Linked DNA regions of Macaca mulatta: region 1 is linked to region 2. Evidence: chromatin contacts called from public Hi-C data. All regions are on one chromosome and are shown on one strand. Each heading gives the region's core, a stretch centred on a gene start, on an enhancer-like site or on the middle of the called end of the contact. The rest is flanking DNA. Distances are from core to core; before and after follow the strand shown. Region 1 holds the start of CD9 (CD9 molecule). Region 2 overlaps VWF (von Willebrand factor).

Region 1 (4,812 bases), core at 253-2,752, 120 kb after region 2:
TCACTTCCCAGTCTGGGTCAGAGGCTTCTGCTTAGCCTCTCAGCCCCCAAGCCTCTCTCTGTAACTGCACCTGTCACCCTCAAACCATTGTCTGGCTGCCTGTCTCCTCCCACACTGGACCCTGAGCAGAAACAAGGGCTAATCCATTTTTTTCAGCTCCTACCCCTGATGAAACACCCTAAGAGATACTGAAAAATGTTTTTTAATCAATGAGACAAGTCTAATGATAATAAACAGGAAAATAACAGCAATGTGCTAACAGTGGCTGTTTCTGATGAGCAGAATTTTGAGTTCTGTTACTTTTACTTCTTGGTATTTCGGTTGTTTCTGTAATGACTATATCTTGCTTTTGCAATAATAAAGGACGCTAAAGGAAACTTCATTTTGAAAATAATACAAAGGGATTCTGGAACTTCAAAGGACGGGGACTCTCCTCGTCCACTCCGGAGAATCAGGAAAGGAGTGTTTAAAGACCCGCAGAATTCCTACAAGTGACGTGGGGAGGGCCAGCCAGCCAGCGCGCATGCCGGCCAGAGAGCGAGGTGGGCTCTGGGTCCGGGAGATGTCAGATCAGTGCTCTGCACAGGGCCTGGAAGGCAGGACGAGGCATTTCGACTTAGGTCCTTGAATCTGGAGAGCTACAGAAAGTTTGTGAGCTGAAGAGAAGCGCTCCGAGCTTGGCATCTGGAGCAGTCCAAGGCAGCAGCGAACACGTCCAAAGACGCAGGAGGGAGGGTGGGGGAGTAGAGAGAAAACAGAAGCCGTTTACAAACCCTTTTCCCCTTTAGGGCAACTAAACCTCAAGTGCAGGAAGCGCTTGGGGACTGCCCAGCCCTCAGCTATGTTATCATTCGGTGATAGGTACTTGCTAATGACTTCCAAAAGCCTCCCATCTGTCATCCCACCCAGACTGCGCGCTTCTAATTCCTCCTACCCCACATGCAGTGCCCAATGAAAAGTATGGCCAGCGAGCGAAGGCTTGCAAGGAGGCAGCCGAGGGCGAAATGAAGCCAGGCGGCTTCCCTTTAAATCCTCGCAAAGCAGAAGGGCCCCTCATTCCGGGACCAGGCCTTGGACAAGGGGCCTTTAGCCCGGACGACCCGGGGAGAGTCTCCCAAAGTAAAGAGCCGGGTCGGGCGCCCAGACCAAACCGGGGGAACCGGAAGGGCGAGGCCTCCACAGAAGTCCGCGGTAAAAGTGGCAGGGAGTGGCTGCCTGGAAAGACCCCAAGACGGCTGGAAGGAGGGGGGGGGTGGCGGGTGGGGGTTAGGGCGACTAGGCGGGGAAACAGGGAGAGGGTCGGGCTCCGACGGGCAGCTGGGGCCGAGACACGCCGGACCTGGGCGGGGGCAGGGGGCGGGGTGCGGCCCGGGCGGGGCCGACGGGGCGGGGCCGAAGGGGCGGGAGGCGTGGCCGGCGGGGGAGTGGGGGGCGGCTTTTCCCGGCACATGCGCACCGCAGCGGGTCGCGCGCCCTAAGGAGTGGCACTTTTTAAAAGTGCAGCCGGAGACCAGCCCACAGCCGCCTGTATCTGTGTCCAGCCCGGGTACCGCCTGTCCCAGCTGCACTCGCCCCTCAGTCCCGCACCCGTTCGACCCAGGCTAGGTTAGCCCTCACCATGCCGGTCAAAGGAGGCACCAAGTGCATCAAATACCTGCTGTTCGGATTTAACTTCATCTTCTGGGTGAGTGAGCGCGACTGCCGCACGCTCCACTCAGGGGCCACCTGTTCGCGGACCCCGGACACTGGCCGCGGGTGCTGGCAGCTGGCACTGCCCGCACCGGGCAGGCACCGGGCGGGAAGAGAGGGGGCCCTGCGGCTGCCAGCTGGCTCCAAGGCCGGGTCCAGAGCCGGGCGGGACGGCCGCGACGGGCGCATTCGGGTGGGGGCTCACCACCGCCCAGCGGGCGTGGGGAGCCGGGCCCTCCTGGGATGGGGCGTGCGGGCGGGTCCTGAGCCCTTTCCCTCGCCTAGGATTTGAGCTGGGCTGTGTGTCTGCTCCCAGCCCAAGCCCCTCCAAGTGCCAGAGGGGAAGGCAGGGAGAAGCGGAGCACCCCTCTTTGGGCCAGGGCCAAGGAGGACTGTGGTGAGCAGTGCGGCTCGTGACTGGGTGGGGTCTCCCAGGTAGTAGGGGGCACGAGGAAGGGAGGGTGCGGGCACGGCGAGAGCTCAGCCAAGAGCTGCTCTCACTTTTACACAGGAGCGGAAGGGGTGCCTTGGCTGCGGGTCCGGCCCCGGCACCCAGTCCCTGAGAGTCGGGGGCTCCTCCACCCTTGAGGAGGAACCTCGCAGGTCCCGGTTCCCTCAGACTTTGATTCTGAACCACCGTGAGAGCGCCAAACTCCCTGGCAGCTACTGAAAGACTAGCTTGTCTTGATTTCTTTCAAGGCTGATAAGTATCTTCACTGGAGAGAACTCTGGGAGCTGGGGAGAGGAGAGGAGAGGGCAGATACCTATCTGCGCCTCTAGTGGGATGAGTCCTGTGTGTGCATTTCCGGGAGAGATCAGGTGCCAGCCAGCTGCCCGCCCAGGACAGCCTTGGCCTTGCCCCCTCCCCTCCCCGCCAGCCCAGGCGGCCCACCCAAGGCCAGGCAGGGCGCAGAGCGGACGTTCATCCGGAGAGGCCAACGAGGCCAGGAGCTCCAGGGACACCCACTGCAGGCCACTCAGCCTCTACAAATGGGAAGACAGAGAGGTGACAGAAGCAAGGAATAGGAAACCTTTGTGTCCTTGTTTCTGTAGCCACATTCCCTACACACGCATGACAATACTTGCCCCTCTGCAGGCAGGAAGATAGTCTGTGTGCCACTCTCAAGATGGATGTAGAAACAGGTGCATGCCACCAGAGTCTTGTAACAGAAAAAGTGCGCTTGGCCAGGCACAGTGGCTCATGCCTGTAATCCCAGCACTTTGGGAGGCTGAGGCAGGAGGATTGCTTTCATCCAGGTTCAAGACCAGCCTGAGTAACATAGTGCATTAGACCCCATCTCTACAAAAAATAAACAATTAGCTGGGCGTGTTGGCATGCACCTGTGGTCCCAGCTACTCAGGAGGCTGAGATGAGAGGATCACTTGAACCTGGGAAGTCAAGGCTACAGTGAGTCATGATTGCACCACTGTACTTAGCCTGGGTGACACAGTGAGCCCGGTCTCAAAAAGAAAAAAAAAGAAAGTGTACTTATTCCCCTGGTCACTGAGGTCCCCACAAGCCTCCTTAGGGAAATCTCCTAAGATTTACTCCTCCCCAGAGCTGAAGGGGTGGTCGAACAGATTTTCCAGTTTGTAGAGATTGACCTCCACTAGTGCATCAGTCACCATAACACACGCCCTAGTGAGGACAACATGTAGGTGTGCTCCTGCCCAACCCTTGACTTGCTTTAAGAAGACCCTGCCGGCCGTGGGCACCCCTCTCCTCCTGTGTTGCTACCCACCCCAGCAACCAGCCAGCTGCCACGCTTAGCTTCTTCCTTTCACCAATCCCTGGCAGCAGAAAAGTATGTGGGAAGGCAGCTGGCCTCACCCACCCTTGACCTTTGGGAGTTTTCCTCTCCCCTCCCAGGTACAGTCTCTCCCTGCCTGTGTTGGTTCGTCCCCAGCTGTCTGCCTAGACTGCATCCAGGTTTGGGACTGCAGGGAAACACAGACGGCCACCGTGTGCCTCTCTACCCCCATCTGCCCCATGGCATATGCAGGAAGCTGATGCGAGGCTCCCACGGCCAGTAGTATCTACTCTGTCTGTGGCCTGCTGGCCTGCAATCTGTCCGTACTGTCCTCAGCTTGCCACCCTGCTCGTATTCAGAGCCCCCTACCCCTGGCCCCGGCCTAGGTGCAGCTGATGAGCTATGTAGTCTGAAACAGAAATCACTCGCACTGGAAATGTTTGGAATGACTTGAAGATCGTACATTCCAGCCCTCTTATCCATAGTGAGGCAGCAGAGGAAGAGAGATGGGGTGATTTACCCAGGATCACAGAGACAGAGCCAGTATTACAACTCCTGGGGCCCTTACTTCTGTCCTCTTCCATCTTCATCAGAAGCAGGAAGGTGGGCAGTAGCTATGCTTTCCTGAATTACTGCTCATTTGTCTGGTATCTGGGTCCCTATGGAGACGAAGCCCTCATCCCTAGGAGATGATGTAATGAAAAGGAAGACTGTGGTCGGTCCACTTGTGCAGAGTCTTAGTCTTTAGAGCCTTTCTTGTTCTAGCCCCATGATGTAGCCAAGAGCAGGACGCATTGTCCCCACTATACTGACGATCAGGAAACTATTTCCCAGGGAGGTTAGGTGACTTATCCAAGATGACGGGGCAGGGTGGTCTCAGAACTAGGTTACTTCACCCAACTGGGTTTGGCTGCTGAGCGGGAACGGGAGAAGGGTGGAATGAAGCTCCCAAAACTTTCTTAAGGAAAACTGTAACCCAAGGGAACTGCTTGGGTGATTATGTTGTCACCACATCCGTTTCTCTCTTGAGACCAGACATTTATAAACTTGGCATTTGGAACCTGATGTGGGCCTTGGAAAGCAGGAATTGTGAGGCCAGTGGCCAGCAGTGCTTCACACAGAGGATGCGGAGAGGGGGTGTCCAGCAGGCATCCAGAGAGAGGCCAGCCTCCGTGGAGTAGGATGGTTCTTGGGGGGCTGTGCCTCTTCCCTGGCCTGATCTCATCCCCGTGGATCACTGCCTGATGGCCCGTTCTGCACAGCCTGGCCTCCCCAGGTCTGGTGGCCACAGCCAACCAGCAAATCAGTTTGTTCTTCCAGCGCCTCCAGAACCAGCCCTCCTGGCTCTATTTTGGTGGTTTCTACGTTTCCT
Region 2 (4,954 bases), core at 2,243-4,742:
TCTGATGGAAGCACATTACCTCTTCTAAACAAACCCTTTGGTGTGCAGCAGTGAGCCCCGGACGTGGCTGCTCTGCTCGGGCCATTGGTTTCCCTGGCCCCACAACTCTCTACCTCCCAAAGCCTTCCCTGCAGAAATGACAACCCACAGGCCTTTAGCAAAGCAACTCAGACTTCCGCCAGACGCAAATTGTCACCAAAGCCTGCAACATCATCTCTACCAAATGTGCAAGATGCATTTCTCTTTTTCCTGAGACAGAGGTCTCACCCTGTCGCCCAGGATGGAGTGCAGTGGCGCCATCTCGGCTCACTGAAGCCTCTGTCTCCGGGGCTCTCACGATTCTCCTGCCTCCACTTCCCGAGCAGCTGAGATGCCAGGCATGTGCCACCATGCCCAGCTCATTTCTGTGGGGTTTTTTTTAGTATAGACAGGGTTTCACCATTGGCCAGGTTGGTCTCAAACTCCTGACCTCAAATGATCCACCTGCCTTGGCCTCCCAAAGTGCTGGGATTACAGGCATGAGCTGCTGCACCTGGCCCAAGATGCACTTTTTTTCTTTTTCGTGTGTGTGTGTGTGTGTGTGTGTGTGTGTGTGTGTGTGTGACAGGATCACTGCTGGAGTGCAGTGATGCCATCACAGCTCACTGCAGCCTCGTCCTCGGTCTCCCAGGCTCAAGCGATCCTCCCATCTCAGCCTCCCGAGCATCTGGGACTACAGGCACACACCACTACGCCTGGCTAATATTTGTATTTTTTGTAGCCATGGGGTTTCAACATGTTGCCCAGGCTCGTCTTCAACTCGTGGGCTCAAGCGATCTGCCCACTCAGCCTCCCAAAGGGCTGGGATTACAGGCGTGAGCCACCATGCCTGGCATAAGATGCATTTCCAACTGCTGTGTGGAAACCATCTCAATGATTGCTCCTATGAAGTGCTCATTATTATCTGCAGTTTACAGATGAGGAAACTGAAGCATAGAGAAGTTCAACTCATCCAAGTTCCCAAAGAAGCCAAACAGGGATCTAAACACGGGCAGTCTGTCTGGCTACAGAGCTCAAAGCCCTTGATACCACCTAAAACTGCCTCACGGGTTGGCTCCTACAGTTTCTCACATGCCTGATGTCATTCTAATCCTGGGCACTTACCAAGGGGCACAGGGACAACTGGGTCTCTGAACGTAGAGACCAGGGGGAGGAAAGCCTTGTCTATGAAACATGATGCCCTGGCCCGGCTGAAGGGGGTCTGACGGCACTCCAGAAACCCCATCAGGAGTGAACAGGCCACTGGAGATTTTCTGTGAACTCGAGAAGTCAGAACCCCCAGGAAAGCACAGGGCCCTCAGAACGCATCTTCCTATGTAAGAGGCATCTGCTCCGATAATGCATCGCTGTCTCTGTTAGCCTGGGGTGTGGGGTTTATCTTCCTTCCCGGAGGCTTCAGAACAAACTGACGTTGATTCCCAAGGTCAAATTATTAGGGCTGTGTTAGAATCCATCAGAAATTATCTTGAACCAAACAAGCAACAAGTAACTGCAAGGCCTCCCTTCCAGCTGTCCAGGACAGGTCCACCAGCCTCTCCAGGGAGGCCAGACCTCCCTCCTGCCCCACTGGCCCAGCCACCCCCCAAAACACACACCACTCCCTCCCCATTCCAGGCTCCTTTGGGCTTTCCCCTATGTCTTAGTCCTTCTCTGACCCTACTTAATGGAACAGCTTCCTGTGAGCTCTGTGAAGATGGTAAAATGGCCCACGTTTGTTGAGTACTTGCTGTGTGTTAACAGCCTCACAAGAGCCATGGGATGAGGTTGCTGTCACGAGCCCTACTTTACAGATTAGGAAACTGAGGCTACAAATCATTAACTTGGCAAAAGTCACCCAGCTCCTAAGAGATGGAATTGGAATTCCAACCAGGTTGCCTAAGTCCAGAGCCTACACTCTCGGCCTCCATTCTTGGCCACATTTACAGTCCCACGGGGTTTGGGACACAAATGAAAATTCTTCCACTTACCCTTTCCCAGCTGGATAGAAGTCCCTTCCACATACTTGCACTAGGAGTTTGAGATCCTATAGCATGAGTTGTTTTCATTTGCAGAATAGTCCCTATGAACAGACATGCTCCTATCAATGGGAACTAAATTAGCAGAGCTTCCCCACACAGTTTGTTTTGCAGAGGAAGGGAAAAGAGGCTCAGGGTTACAGAAAGGGAAGTCTGCAGGCTATGGGGAAGCCACAGTTGTCCCTAAGGCTGCCCTACATCCTAACCAGTAAGCAGGGATATGCAGAGAACAACGAAGGTCTAGGAGCATCATGCAAAACCCAGCCTCTCTCCAGTCCAGACGGCTGCTCTCCTGGGCCCTGTCTTCCCTCTCCCACTACCCATACACAACACTGCGCTGCACAGCCTCCACGATAGCCCCCAGGGACACATCTCCTCCTGGATTAGTGTCTTTGTGTAACCTCTCCCCTCCCTAAATGTAGACTGGATGTGTTGACTTGTTTCTAGTGACGATAATACAGCAGCAGTGAGAGGATGTCACTTCAGAGACTAGGTTTTTAGAAGACTGTGGCTTCTGTCTCCACTGCTCCCTGTTACTCACTCTGAAACAATTCTGCCCACAGAAACCAGCTGTCACGTCACAAGGAGGCCCCAGGGAGGATCCACATGGTGAGAAAGCAATGCCTGCCACCAGCAGCACATGAGTGAGCTTCAAAGCATCCCCTTTACCCCCACCCTCCATCAAGACCTCAGGTAAGACCACAGCCCCAGTCAATGGCTTGACTGCAACCTTATAAGAGATCTTGGGCCAGAGGCACCCAGCTAAGCCATACCCAGATTCCTGAGGTACAGAAACTGTAAGGTAACATTTGTTGTTTTAAGGTGCTACATTTGGGGATAATTTGTTACACAGCAATAGATAACTAACACACTCTCATCTTATTCCAGAAAATGAAAATCCAGGTGTTTTTATGTATTTATTTTTTTTTGAGATGGAGTCTCAACTCTGTCACCCAGGCTGGAGTGCAGTGGTGAGATCTCAGCTCACTGCAACCTCCGCCTCCCAGGTTCAAGAAATTCTCCTGCCTCAGCCTCCCAAGTAGCTGAGATTAACAGACATGCACCACCACACCCAGCTAATTTTTGTAATTTTAGTAGAGCCTGGGTTTCGCTATGTTGGCCAGACTGGTGTTGAACTCCCGGCCTCAAGTGATCCTCCTGCCTTGGCCTCCCAAAGTGCTGGGATTACAGGCAGAAGCTACTGCAACTGGCCCCAGGTCTCTATTTCTAAGATGCACAATGTCCACTCCTCCAGGGGCTGCAGAGCAGCTCTGGCCTGCTCCTCACTTTACAAGCAGAGCCAAAAGCATATCCCCTCCAGAACCATACTGCCCATTCTTCCCATCAGAAGCTCTATCTGCAGTCATTACACGGGGAGCATCAGACAGCCCCACCACCTGCTGAGTCATGGCAGGGTGTGGAAATATGCTCGTGTGCATGGGTGCACATGGACCAGGAAGCAATGATCAACAAAACTCCCGAACTAGAAAAAGATGGTCACAGCCAAGGCTTTGAGAATGCAGAGAAGAGCGTAGTGGTTTTGTTGGCAAAATATCAAACCACTTAGTAGACAGAATTGAAACTGTATCTTTTCATCAAGACATCAAGATAATGTCTTATATCCTCAGCAAAGTCATCTTCCAGATTTTGAACTGAAGACCAGAGGATTATATTGTCTGCCCCAGAAAACATACATCATGTACACAGTGGGTGTTCAAATAGTACTTGGATGAATGGACAGTTGGAAGGATAATGGAAGACCGACCCATCCTACAGTAAGTAGTAGTTAAGACTTCCTAATCTGGTGGTTACAAACATCTAAAAAAACACACACGATAAACTCAATTCCTAATTCCACCCACTGTGGCTCATAGATCTCATACAATGAGTGATTATTTAGATGTTAAAAGTGTTTTCAAAAGTTAATTGCAGCAACTCACATGTCTTCCAAAGAGCTCCTTCAGTCTTTGACATGGCGTAATTATGTTCAATGGAGCACAGACACCACTTTCAAGAGCAATCCTTTCTCCTTCGTGCTTTCTTCAAGGGTTACACAAAAGATAACCTGGCTGGGTGGCCATCTCTTTGCTAGACTAACTGATCTAGCCCACATCTAGTTCCAAAATTTTTTCCCAGTGTACAGGGCACTGGATAAGGTCCTGAGTTATCCTAAAGCCTTTAATTCACAGACCTTAAATACAATCCCAGGTATCCAAGCTCAACCCACTTCAGGCCCACCGAAGGTTAGGACTAGGAAGGAAAAGAAAGGAAAGGGAAAAAGTAAGAAGTCAGGCAATTATGAGTTCAAGCCCTGGCTCTGCCTCATAGCAGCTGTGTGACTTTGGGCAAGTCATTTAACCTCTCTAGGTCTGTTTCTGCTTTCGTGAGAATAAATTGCACCTGCCTCACAGGTTGTAACTGGAAAATGTTTAGTGCAACGGCCAGCGCACAGAAAACACCACGTGAGTGACCACAGAGGGCAAGGTCCGAGGTCATTGGAAGGTGGGGCAGAAGGGAGCTCTGAATGGGCAAGGTTTGCAGTTAATAGAATAGAGTTGGGGCCAAACAGAGGAGAAAGCAAATGGCAGAGATTGCTCAATAATTTTTCCTAAGCAGATTTTCCAGGGCAGGGACAGGATGGGAGGAATCATTTGGTGACCTGGTTTTCCTAGCTCTTGGACCACGCCATGGTCTTCATGTTAGTCATTTTGGAAAATTCCATTAGAACGGTCCCTTTAAGCCTAAAGAATTACCAGGCCCTTCTACCTCTTAATTTTCCAAAGAATTTGTATCCTCTTTGTCTAGTCAAGACAATCATGACCATACAGGCCTTACAGCTCAACCTTAATCCTTTCAGCAAACAGAAAATAAGAACAGACAGTAACACCTGAACACAGGTG

Evidence for each region. Hi-C and Micro-C count contacts between places; a contact is called where the count stands out from the background.
Region 1: a Hi-C map of CD4 T cells shows a contact between it and region 2, with 4 times the contacts expected there. The contact joins the promoter of CD9 here to the enhancer-like site in region 2. A contact is called at or near these places in 4 of 14 Hi-C or Micro-C datasets (CD4 T cells, blood, fetal cortex germinal zone and 1 more).

The regions. Positions count from the first base shown.
Region 1 is chr11:7,128,334-7,133,145 of T2T-MMU8v2.0, forward strand. CD9 (CD9 molecule) reads left to right here and starts at 1,503. Exons shown (of 8, transcript NM_001260661.1): 1 at 1,503-1,684. The coding sequence starts at 1,619. It overlaps LOC144332741 (a long non-coding RNA gene), which reads right to left. Exons shown (of 2, transcript XR_013400791.1): 2 at 1,484-4,812.
Region 2 is chr11:7,005,994-7,010,947 of T2T-MMU8v2.0, forward strand. All of the region lies in intron 10 of VWF (von Willebrand factor), which reads right to left. Among named protein-coding and RNA genes, the nearest start is that of VWF, 48 kb to the right of the region's middle. Within about 2 kb of position 3,493, at least 8 of the 40 cell types and tissues checked have an H3K27ac peak or open chromatin away from gene starts, as enhancers often do. A contact at or near this core is called in CD4 T cells and blood, where this site is marked.